Linked DNA regions of Mus musculus: all the other regions are linked to region 2. Evidence: chromatin contacts called from public promoter capture Hi-C data. All regions are on one chromosome and are shown on one strand. The core of a region is the stretch at or near the end of the contact, and the rest is flanking DNA. Distances in the headings are between cores, read along the strand shown.

The links. Promoter capture Hi-C pulls out the DNA fragments that hold promoters and counts their contacts.
Region 1: a contact with region 2 is called in a promoter capture Hi-C map of liver, with 2.3 times the contacts expected there. The contact joins the enhancer-like site here to the promoter of Sntb1 in region 2. A contact is called at or near these places in 3 of 39 promoter capture datasets (hippocampal neurons and liver) and 2 of 115 datasets of contacts at active chromatin or transcription factors (astrocytes and extraembryonic endoderm stem cells).
Region 3: a contact with region 2 is called in a promoter capture Hi-C map of liver, with 2.7 times the contacts expected there. The contact joins the enhancer-like site here to the promoter of Sntb1 in region 2. A contact is called at or near these places in 9 of 39 promoter capture datasets (the 3T3-L1 cell line, 3T3-L1-derived adipocytes, cranial neural crest and 3 more).

The regions. Positions count from the first base shown.
Region 1 is chr15:57,883,633-57,887,099 of GRCm38.p6, reverse strand. All of the region lies in intron 1 of Derl1 (Der1-like domain family, member 1), which reads left to right. Among named protein-coding and RNA genes, the nearest start is that of Derl1, 7.1 kb to the left of the region's middle. Within about 2 kb of position 1,364, at least 34 of the 459 cell types and tissues checked have an H3K27ac peak or open chromatin away from gene starts, as enhancers often do. A contact at or near this core is called in astrocytes and liver, where this site is marked.
Region 2 is chr15:55,905,367-55,908,847 of GRCm38.p6, reverse strand. Sntb1 (syntrophin, basic 1) reads left to right here and starts at 1,899. Exons shown (of 7, transcript NM_016667.3): 1 at 1,899-2,824. The coding sequence starts at 2,257.
Region 3 is chr15:57,463,961-57,467,505 of GRCm38.p6, reverse strand. It overlaps a transcript of Slc22a22 not described here. Among named protein-coding and RNA genes, the nearest start is that of Gm35627, 53 kb to the left of the region's middle. Within about 2 kb of position 2,160, at least 18 of the 459 cell types and tissues checked have an H3K27ac peak or open chromatin away from gene starts, as enhancers often do. A contact at or near this core is called in 3T3-L1-derived adipocytes and liver, where this site is marked.

The DNA.
Region 1 (3,467 bases), core at 115-2,614, 2.0 Mb before region 2:
AATAATAAGTCTTAGATGAATGAAAGCAAGTATAACTCAAGGGTAAGCTTAATGAACAGGGAAGAGAAGTGAGGTATTTTGACAGCCACTGATTTCTAAAGAACAGGTGCACACAGTGGCTAAAAATAGTATTGTGTCATCAGCATTAGAGAAAATGTAGTCAGGGGAAAAGCCTCAGGGTTTTTTCTTTTTCTAAAATCAAGAATTGAGTAACTTAAAGGAACACTGGAGTAGGTGAGATGTGAATGTTAAAAACCAGGTCAGTGGGTGTTTTCTGAAAGGTTGTAATAGTAGCACACCTCCATATATGCTTCAAAACACTTTAACAGAGCACATTTCAATTCACTTTCTTGAGCCCAATCATTTAAGCAATATGACAGGATGAGGGTAGGTATCCCAGGACACATGTCACTGCGTAAGCAGAAAAAAGCCACCTCGTAAGTCTAGACTTACAAGATTCCAAGGTTAGAGACTTGCTTCTGCCCTGTATTGCGCTGCTTTTGCAAACAGGGAGTCAGAATTGTGGGTTTATTCTCAGCTCATTCCTAGGTCATAACAAGGATAGCAGTATCGGAAATTTTACTAAATGTAGTTGTAATGTGGCTCTCTGTTGAGTGACATTGTAGAGAGGGTTTAAGTCTTACAGTTCTAGAGTCATGCTAAAACAGAATTCTCTCTTCACCAGTTCCTAGCTGTTATGTTACCTTTATCAATACTGTAAAACCCACCATCTGAATCATTTTTTTGTGTGTGTAAATAAATTGAGTAGCATACTAATTCATTAATTTTTTTTTTAAAGCCATTGTTCAAGGTCTGGGGATGTACGCAGCTCAGTTGTTAGGGCATTTGCTCAGCATATCAAGGTCTTGGGTTCCATCCTCAGAACTCATTAAACAAATAAACACATTAGTCAGTGGGGGCTGGGCGTGATTCTTCCCTTGTGCCTTGAAGTTGGGGCTGAGAAATGGTAACTTTACAGAAACTTCCCTCCAGGGCTTCTCTTGTCATCTGCAGTGCCCTTTTCTTGAGGCAGTGCTGTTCCTGTGGTCCAGTTGCGAATGGAGCTGATTTAACCTGGTGTTTTACTGCTTCATTGCAGGGGTCTTGGAAGGTCACATTTAGTCTACACAGGGCTAAGCTCTGAGGCTTTCATTTCTGTCCACGGAGAGTGGGCTTGGCAGCTCTGTATCTGCCGTCTTCCATTCTAGCAGCCCCGCATCGTTAGCAGCCCTCTTCTGTTTGTTGTGCTCTTGCAGTTCTTGGGGGCTTTGTGCCAAGAGTGTATTTTCCCTTCCTTGTGCCAACTCTTGCTCATTTTGACAGTCTTCCCCTGATTGATCCAGCCGTGCTTTTCGTGCTTGGCACATGATAGTATGCCACAAGACACATAGCTTTTAAGTCAAAGGTCAGCATTATTCTGTTTTCCACTGTCTAGGGGCCATCACTTTATTGTTTAATAATGTTTTGAGATAGAAGCCAGTGAGTGGTAAGGGTGAAAGGGGAGAAAGCAGAGACTTTTTTGTTTGATTGTTTTTTTGTTTTTTGATAGACTTGTGTGTTTGGCGAGGTCAAGAGGTTCAATTTTCAAATGTTACTTGCTTTGGTGGTTGATTATGACAGGAAAAAGAGAAAACTGCAGAAAGCCATGAAAGATAGGCAAGAGTATGCTAGTGTCACAGGGATAAGAAAAGAGAGATGTTGGATCTGATTTTCTTTAGAATAGTATCAAGACTAGCCAGGAAAAGGATTTGGAAAGAAAGGAGAGGACGATCATTACATTTTCTTAGATACGAAAATATATTTATTAAACCAGGAATTAAAATAACTTAGTATAGGCATTCATTGTAAATTATCTAATCTAAAAGTAGGCTTTAAAACTGAACATGTTTCTATCCATGAAAAAAAATCTTAGCGACTTTGCAAGCATGATAGTGATGGGTGCATTTCCTATGTTAAACTTTTGTGTTGAATACACAGCAAAAGTTCTATAAAATCAGTGTATTTTGGAATAAATATACTATAAAGTAGATATTGCTGTATAAAATACAGCAAAAGTACTCTAAAAGCATGAGTCTAATGACAGAACAGAAAGTAACAAGAAAATTTCCATAATACACACAGAGATGCAGATCTATCAGGGTAGTGGATGTGCCTTTAAAATGTGTCTTTAAAATGAAGAAAGATGCTCAGCTTTCTCAAAGCAAACAAAGATTAGTTTTCAGGTTAGTGGCTGTAAATATCCTTTGTGGAGAATATGTGTAGAAAGATAGCAATCGTCTACATTTTAGGAGGAAGTATAAATTAATTAAACATTTCTGTAGACATTTGGCAATATCTACCAAAATAAGTGCATATGTCTGTTGATCTAACAGATTGATTCCCAGGCATTTATTCCATGTGTGTGTGTCTGTGTGCATGTGTGTGTGTGTGTACAGAATATACAAGAATATTCATCATGGCATCATAACAATTTAAATGAAGTTTGTCTACCCACATATCCACATAAAGAAAGTCTGTGAAGCAAATAGAAGTATTTTGTCAAGGGAATGAAGACATAAAACTGCGATTTAAAGCATGGTGAGGAGGGAGGAAATGGCAGAGCGTTCACAGAAACGGGCTGTGCGTGCTCGCACGCCTTTGAATTCTAGCACTGAGGAGGCTGAGGCCAGCAGGCCGACTGAATGTTCCAGGAAAGCCTGGCCTTTGACGCTCTAAAAACTAAGGCAAGGCGTGGTGTCGTGTACCTTAAATTCCAGCATTTGGGAAACAGAGCCAGGGAGATTTCTGAGTTCAGGGCCAGCCTGGTCTACATACTTCAGGACAGCCAGGCCTATGTAGAGTGATCTTTCTTGAAAAAACAAAAACACCCAAAAGCTTGGCCATTTGGAGCAGGCAACTCTTGTAATCCCAGCAAGTCTTGATCCTGAGGCAGGAGGATTGAAAATGTAAGAACAATCTGTGCTGCATAAGTTTAAGGCCTCCTGTGCAATGCAGTGAGTCCCTCCTCTCTCAAAATGTGAAAAGAGAGTTTGGACCAATCTCAGTGGTAGAGTGCCTAGTCCACCTGGGTTCAGTTCACAGGGTTGCCCCCAAAGGAAAGCAGTTAGTTGTTGTTGAAAATAACATTTGGAGATTGGAGTTAGGACTTCCCCTCTTCATGTTTGTGTGTGTGTGTTGCGTTGTTTCCTTTTGAGCCCATATGCCTAGTTAGCACTTTGTTTTGATTCCTGTTAGCCTCTAGCATTTGAGAATGCTACTTTTAATGAGGATTATCTTTTAGCCCCGTCTTAGGCAAGGCCATATATTTGCATAGTATTGTTTTTGCTAACTTGTTTAAAAATATTAACAGATGATTTTGATGCCCCATTATCTCATTGGCCTGTGAACTAATGATGTGTAGGCAGCGGGAACTACGCTGTCTCCTCATACTGTGATGTCACTTTAGCTCGCCTTGAAAGAATGCTTTG
Region 2 (3,481 bases), core at 650-3,149:
AACCAAAGGCCAGCTCCCCCCTCCCGACTCTCTCTCTCTCTCTCTCTCTCTCTCTCTCTCCCTCTCTCTCTCCTGTGTGTGTGTGTATGTGTGTCTCTGTCTCTCTGTGTTTCTGTGTGTGACTGTGTCTCTGTCTGTTTCTGTGTGTGTTTCTGTGTCTCTGTGTGTGTTTGTGTGTGTATGTGTGTCTCTGTCTCTGTGTGTCTCTGTCTCTGTGTGTGTCTGTTTCTGTGTATGTCTCTCTCTCTCTCTGTTGCTCTCTGTCTCTCTCCATCTGTCTCTGTCTCTGTTTCTCTCTGTTTTTCTCTGTCTCTCTCTCTCTCTGTCTCTCTCTGTGTCTCTCTGTCTCTCTCTCTCTCTGTCTCTCTCTCTCTCTCTCTCAGGTTTCTTTCCAACAGTGGTGCCAGCTGTGTTAGTTCCCTGGCTAACCCAGTCCAACAGGAAGGACTGAAGAACTTCCTGGGCTCCTGTCCCTGTTGTGGGCAGGTTTACATGAAAAAAAAAATGAAGATTTTTTTTTTTTTGAAGTATAGAAAGTTAAAACTTACAGGAGCAGGACAGTGGCACACCCTGTGTGAGCTGTAGTGACTTCAGTTTCTCAAGAAAGTCTCAAGTATTTTCATTGAGTTCTGTAATCCCTGTCAGGGACTTCACGGGGATTCCTGAGAGTTTTTAAGTATCCTTGATTAAGTAAGTCTGGAAAGAACTAGAGCTGTTTGCTGCAAATACCCATCACAGTGGGGTGATGACATGCATGTTACAGAAGACCCTCTTCCTACTGGCATCTTATCAGGAGCTTCACCTTCCAGAATTAACAGATTCTGCTTTTTATTTTGTCATCTGGAGAAAGGAGAGGGCACAGCAGGAAGACCAGTAAGTCTTAACACAGTTTAAGTGAACTGTGTGGGACCTGCTTAGCAGAACTCTGGGATGTTCAGCCATGGCTTGGGTTACAGTTAAGGTGGCATTTCCTGATTGGCCTAGGAACGGAACCAAGAGTTACAATGCCATCACCTTGGGACAGAGCAGCTTAAGAGCCAAACAAGCAGTTTTCAGGGAACTTGGAGAACAAACCTATTCTTAGCTTTTAAAGAAGACATTTCCTATATGGAATCTAAGAACAAAGGAGGGAGCCCTGAGAAGCGTTTGGGCTGGCACGGGGATGGGGTTGGGGGAAGTATGGAGCAATGCAAAGAGCAGACACTGAGTTAGACACTGTGTCCTGAAGATGAGGCAGACAGTGCCCCGTTGAAATTCAGGGTAGGTACTGAAAGAAAGCCCTCTTGTCTTCAAACTCCCCCAAAAGATGCCTTGCATTGACTTAGAGGATAGGAGTACGTGGCTTGATGAGGCTTCATTCTATGTTCTTGTGACAGTTTTCCCCTGACTTCTGGCACAGCCTAGGATCTCTCTCTCTCTCTCTCTCTCTCTCTCTCTCTCTCTCTCTCTCTCTCCCTCTCCCTCTCCCTCTCCCTCTCCCTCTCCCTCCTCTCTCTCTCTCTCTCTCTCTCTCTCTCTCTCTCTCTCTCTCTCTCTGTAGTTTCCTTCCCAGAGTCCTGGGATGGGGGTGGAGGGAGACTGAGTTGAGGCAGCGAAGGTCTGGTTTGAGGAAGACTTGGATCTTCAAACACCTGCGGGAGGAGAGAGGGGAGTTGACTCAAGAGGATAGAGTGAGCGCACCTACTAAAGGTGAGTGTGGAAACCCGTCGAAAATAGAGGGTTGAGAAGAAAAGGGGGTGGCGGCGGGGTTGGGGTAGTGGTTTGTGACCCGGTAGGTTTGGGGGAGCTGCGGCAAGGTGCGGCTGAGAACTGAGGCACCCGGGTCTGAGCCAGCGCGACGTGGGAGTGTGACGCTGCAGTGGCGAACAGGTGAGCGGCTGGGGCTCCGGGTCCCCGCCCTTGCCTCCTCCTACCGATTCTCTACAGCACTTGGCCGCTCCGCAGCTCCTAGGCTCCTCTCGGTTTGGGGTTTTGCAACTGGCAGCTGGCTTTTTTCCCTCCTCCCCTGTCGAGGGCTCTCCGTCTTCTTTTAGGTTGCTCCACCCCGCCCAGGATCAGGCGAGGGGGAACAAGCTCCGCCGCTGCAACTGGCGCCCGGCGCAGCCGCGAACACGGGGAGTGGAGTCCGGGGTCTGAGCGCGCGCTGCCAGGCATCTGCTTCTTCCGTGCCTCGGTTACCCTGAGTCCTCCCATCCTCACCCCTTCTCTACTTTTCCCCCGTTTGCAATCACATGGCATTTTAAGAATGCTGGAAAGATGGCGGTAGCGGCAGCGGCTGTGGCTGCGCCGGCTGGCGGTGGAGGCGCCCGGGCGCAGCGGAGCGGACTGCTGGAAGTTTTGGTGCGGGATCGCTGGCATAAAGTTCTGGTGAACTTGAGCGAGGACGCCCTGGTGTTGAGCTGCGAGGAGGGCGCTGCGGCGTACAACGGCATAGGGGCTGCCACCAATGGTTCGTTCTGCAGGGGCTCCGGGACCGGGCACCCGGTCCCCGGTGTCGCTCAAGCCCCGGACTCTCCCGCCGGGGTCCGCACCGCCTTCACCGACCTCCCGGAGCAGGTACCTGAGTCCATCTCAAACCAGAAGAGGGGCGTGAAGGTGCTGAAGCAGGAGCTGGGCGGGCTGGGCATTAGCATCAAAGGGGGCAAGGAAAACAAGATGCCCATACTCATCAGCAAGATCTTCAAGGGGCTGGCAGCGGATCAGACCCAAGCCCTGTATGTGGGCGATGCCATCCTGTCGGTGAACGGAGCAGACCTGCGGGACGCCACCCACGACGAGGCAGTGCAGGCATTGAAGCGCGCAGGCAAGGAAGTGCTGCTGGAAGGTAAGGGGTTAACCCTGCGCCGGCCTTATCCCGCAGTTCCACTTACTCTTCTGCGCGTCAGCACACTCACACTCACCAGCCACTTGCCCCAAAGCCCTAGAACCCCACAGTGCCTGTGTTTTGCAAAAGCAGTGGCACGACTTTCTTTTTTGACAACTTTTACTACCTGGGGGCAAACTCATCTTCACTTTGGCCCTGACCCAGGGCGCTGTACTAAAACACTGGAGTGCCTGGGTTTTCCTGGCTTGGATGAAGTGCTTTAGTGCACTGGTGTCGGAAGTTTCATACTTATCGGTACACGTGGTTTCATATTTTTATCTGCGGACAATCCAAATGTAATTTGGAGTCTGGGAAATGGACCGGGAAATGGAGAGTGGACGGAATTTGCATCTGCCCACATTGTAAAGCAGGGCCACTGACTCTAGGCAGCTCTAGTACTTTTCTACTTTGGCAAAAATTTTCACAGCCTAGGCAATCCAGCTGTGAAGACCTGAGAGGTAATAAATAAATAAATAAATAAATAAACAAATAAATAAATAAATAAAAATAAAAGCCAGAGAGAGGTGGCAGTATTTGAATGCTAAAACTCAGCCACCCGTTCCTGCTTCCCTTCCCTCCAGCACCAGAGAGAGTCCATGAGGCTGTGCAGCTTTGAGT
Region 3 (3,545 bases), core at 911-3,410, 1.6 Mb before region 2:
GTCTTTTAGAGTGTTGGGAGCTTGGACATCAGCAGGGGAAAAGACAATATAGCTAAAATGATGGTTGTTGAACACCAATCCTGAGACACATTAACCCTGGGGTGAAATGGAGCTTATTTGAGTTGAAGCCTTTCTGTAAACCCTTCCTTCCTCACACATGTGCATTTTGGATACAACCAGGAGAGATATTTGAAGTTCAGAACCCACAAACAGAGCACAATGACCATTGGTTTGCCTTCCAAAGGAACCATGTTCTGTCATGTGAAACCTCCAGATCAATTGTCTAGGCCTCTCCTGTTATGTAGGTGCAGGTCAGGTTGCTAGGAAACCACGGGGCCCCCTCTACCTATAATGGGAAAGCAGAGGGGTACAGTTAGGGAAAAGGATGACTTTTATTAGATTGTAAGTGTTTCCACCTTGGATGCATTTCAGAAGATTTTATTCCAGATGTTTGTCTGGGATCTCCTCTGGCCACCTGCACGCTCATTGCCTCTGGGGTTATGTCTTCGTATCTCACAGTGAATGCAGTTCTTTGCTTTCCAATAGCATTTAATTTTACATGCATGATCTGAGTTAATCAGTACAGCATCGAGGTGGTGGTGTGACTGCCTTACTGCGCTCAACTCCACGTTGCAGTGACTAGGACACGTCAGAGCCTCCTGTCATCTGTTAGACCTTTTAGTGAGTACAGGCAATTATCTTGCTCACCTTGATGTTTTCCACAGCAACATATCAAATCTATAGACAAAAGTATCCTGTTTTGTTTATATTTGCTTAGATTCTTCTGGGTATGTGAATCTTCTGTAATTGCATTGTCCATTTGAATATGAGAAAGGGGAAATTACAATTTGTAAGAAAGGAAATATGGAGGTAGGTGAAAGTGGAGAGTTGGAGAGTAACCTTGACTCTTCCCATTCTCAGAGGTCAGAGAAGAGATGTTGTCCAAGTGTAGACTGTAAGCATGGGTTCATGTCTTAAGGAAGCCTTATCTTTGAAGGGACGATGGGTTCTATATTCCCCCCCACCCCCGAGAAACCTCATAGCAAAATCCAGTGAAAAGCTGCTATTTCCATAGCTCTTGTGCCTTGATGATGATGAGCCTGGTGATGTGTTAACCAGGCCCCTGCTTAAAGGCTGGGTGAACCCTATTGCCTCATCTCTGTGGGCTTTTTTTTTGTGTGCAATTTGGGTATTTCTTTTTCTCTACAGCTATGAGAATGACTTGTGTGCTAGTCCTATTGGCTAGCCATTTAAGCACTTTGTCTATGAAGAGGTTAGTGTGTGAGGGGGCAAAGCATTCTTACTTAATGTTCCTGTCAAAGATCATGGATGAATGCCAAAGCCACAACTTTCCTTGTTAAATATTAATGCATTATTTCTCCCTGCAACTACTAAATATTTAGCTTAACCCATTACTTTTGTGTTAAGGCCTGTGATAGTCACTGCCTATCATGCTAAAAAAAATCCCTATAGTTTTTCAAAATAAAATAGCCATGGTTTAGTGGAAAGAACCAGAGACTTACATTTAATGGTATTACATTTTAAACTCGCTGTGTGTTGCTAAAATCAATCCCCCCCTTTTTTGGGTGCAGGGGTGGGGTGGGAGGAGATGCATACATATGAGTTTCTATATCCACTAAAAGAATGGAGTAGGGGTTTGGGGAGTCATTGCCTGAATCCTTGTGAGTATTGGAATCAGATGGTTTGGCTTCCAAAATTCCTTCCATTACACACTCACTGTGCAATTTGGAGACATTCACATGAACTTTTACATCTAAGCTTCCTCACAGTATAAAACAGAGAGTAAGGGTACTAAGTTCAAAGAATTAAAGGGGTGAAACAAGGCACAAAAATGCTCAGCAAAATATCTAGCATATGGTAAAAGCCCAGCAGGTGTATGGAATTATTATTCATGTTCATATAGGCCAGCTGTGCAGCTTCAGTGAGGTTCTTAAATCTTAGTTTCAGGACTGTTAGCTGTGAATCAGAGGAAAAAAAATGCAGTCTCAGTGAGTTGCAATTTTGTCTACTAGAAATTAGTCTGTGTTCAACTATTCATATCTCCGCCTTTAGAATTCAGGGTGATGTGTTCAGGGCTGATAATTGAGATCTGTTGAACCAATACAGAGTGATTTTTGTCCACATCTGCAATAGTTTAATAGACTTCAACCAGATCACCCTTTCTGCGTTTGTTGTTGTTTTTCTCTTCGTCCTTCATTTTGGACTCTGTATTCATTTGTCCGCTTGCCAAATCTTTTGATCACCAGTTTCATTTTCTGGCATTTCTCCGTCTTTGCTTTGTCACTCTTTTGTAACAGTGAGCAGAGCTATCCTGGAATACACATGGGTGTCAAATTTAGAATAAAACCAGTAGAGAACCAATGTATTTATATGTGGTTTTTATTTTCATCGATGTGACTAGGTCCTGTCCAGTCTGGGAACCAGAGAAAGAAAAGTATAATTGAATAAGCTCTCCACATATGAAGGAGCCCTTTGTAAATTGGAGTCAGTGACCTTACACTGGCCAGGCATCCTTCCTTACTGGCCAGTTTCTAGTTTGCTGAAGTAACTGCTCCTTGAAATGCTAATAAGCTTAATTGTGGCTGGAAGTCACAGAGGGCAAGTCTTTCCTGTGATAAGAAAATAAGAACTCTTTTCTGTGAGTCTACCGGATTACCACCTACTTGAGAGATAGGAGGTAAGAGGCAAAAAACCCAAACCAAAAAAAAAAACCAAACCAACCCAAAATGCAAGCCAATACCACTCTTCCTCTGAATGGTTGGTCACTGATCCCTGGAACTGTTGACAAATTACAACTAGAAAGAAATCATTTCTGACAATGAGAATTGGAAGAAGATTGGTTATTTCCTGGCACAAGGGAGGGAATGATTTGATTGATTTCCAGGGAGTCTCCTCTCAAAATTGTTTGGGAAGAAAGCAAAGCTCATAAAATAACTTTGAGAACGGTTTGGTGAAATCTATGACCTAACCAGAAGGGTTTTGGGGCTCTCGTTTTGAAATGCCAGTTTTAGGAACCTAGCTTTAGCGGTATCCTCATATGCATCTGTGCGTGTTGTGACTAACTCAAGTAGACTGAATTTCAATGTTCAACTGCTTGATGAGACAGAAGTCTCCAGCTGGAGTACCGGAAGTATTCATCACAGAAAGATGAATTTTGCTCTTTTGTGACAGCTTAGACACCACAGACTCTCTGCCCTGGATGGGAATCTGGGGATCGTGAGCCCCAGGCTGTCATGCTCGGCGTTGAAGCCATCATTTACAGACATCATCGCATCTGTTGCATTTGGTTCCTGGCCAGCTAAGGACAGTCTCCTCTGTGATGCAGGGAATGTAACACAGTGTTTTTGACGTCTGGAGGCTCACTAAAGTGGACTGAAAAAGTTAAAACGTAGCAAACCATACCGATGCCCGATCCTCAAGCATTTAAATCAGAATCCACGAGTTCTGCACTTCTGAAGGAGTTTAAAGTACTCCAGGAAATTCTGAGGTAGAACGAGAGCCCCGTTTTGTACTTGCAAAGGTAT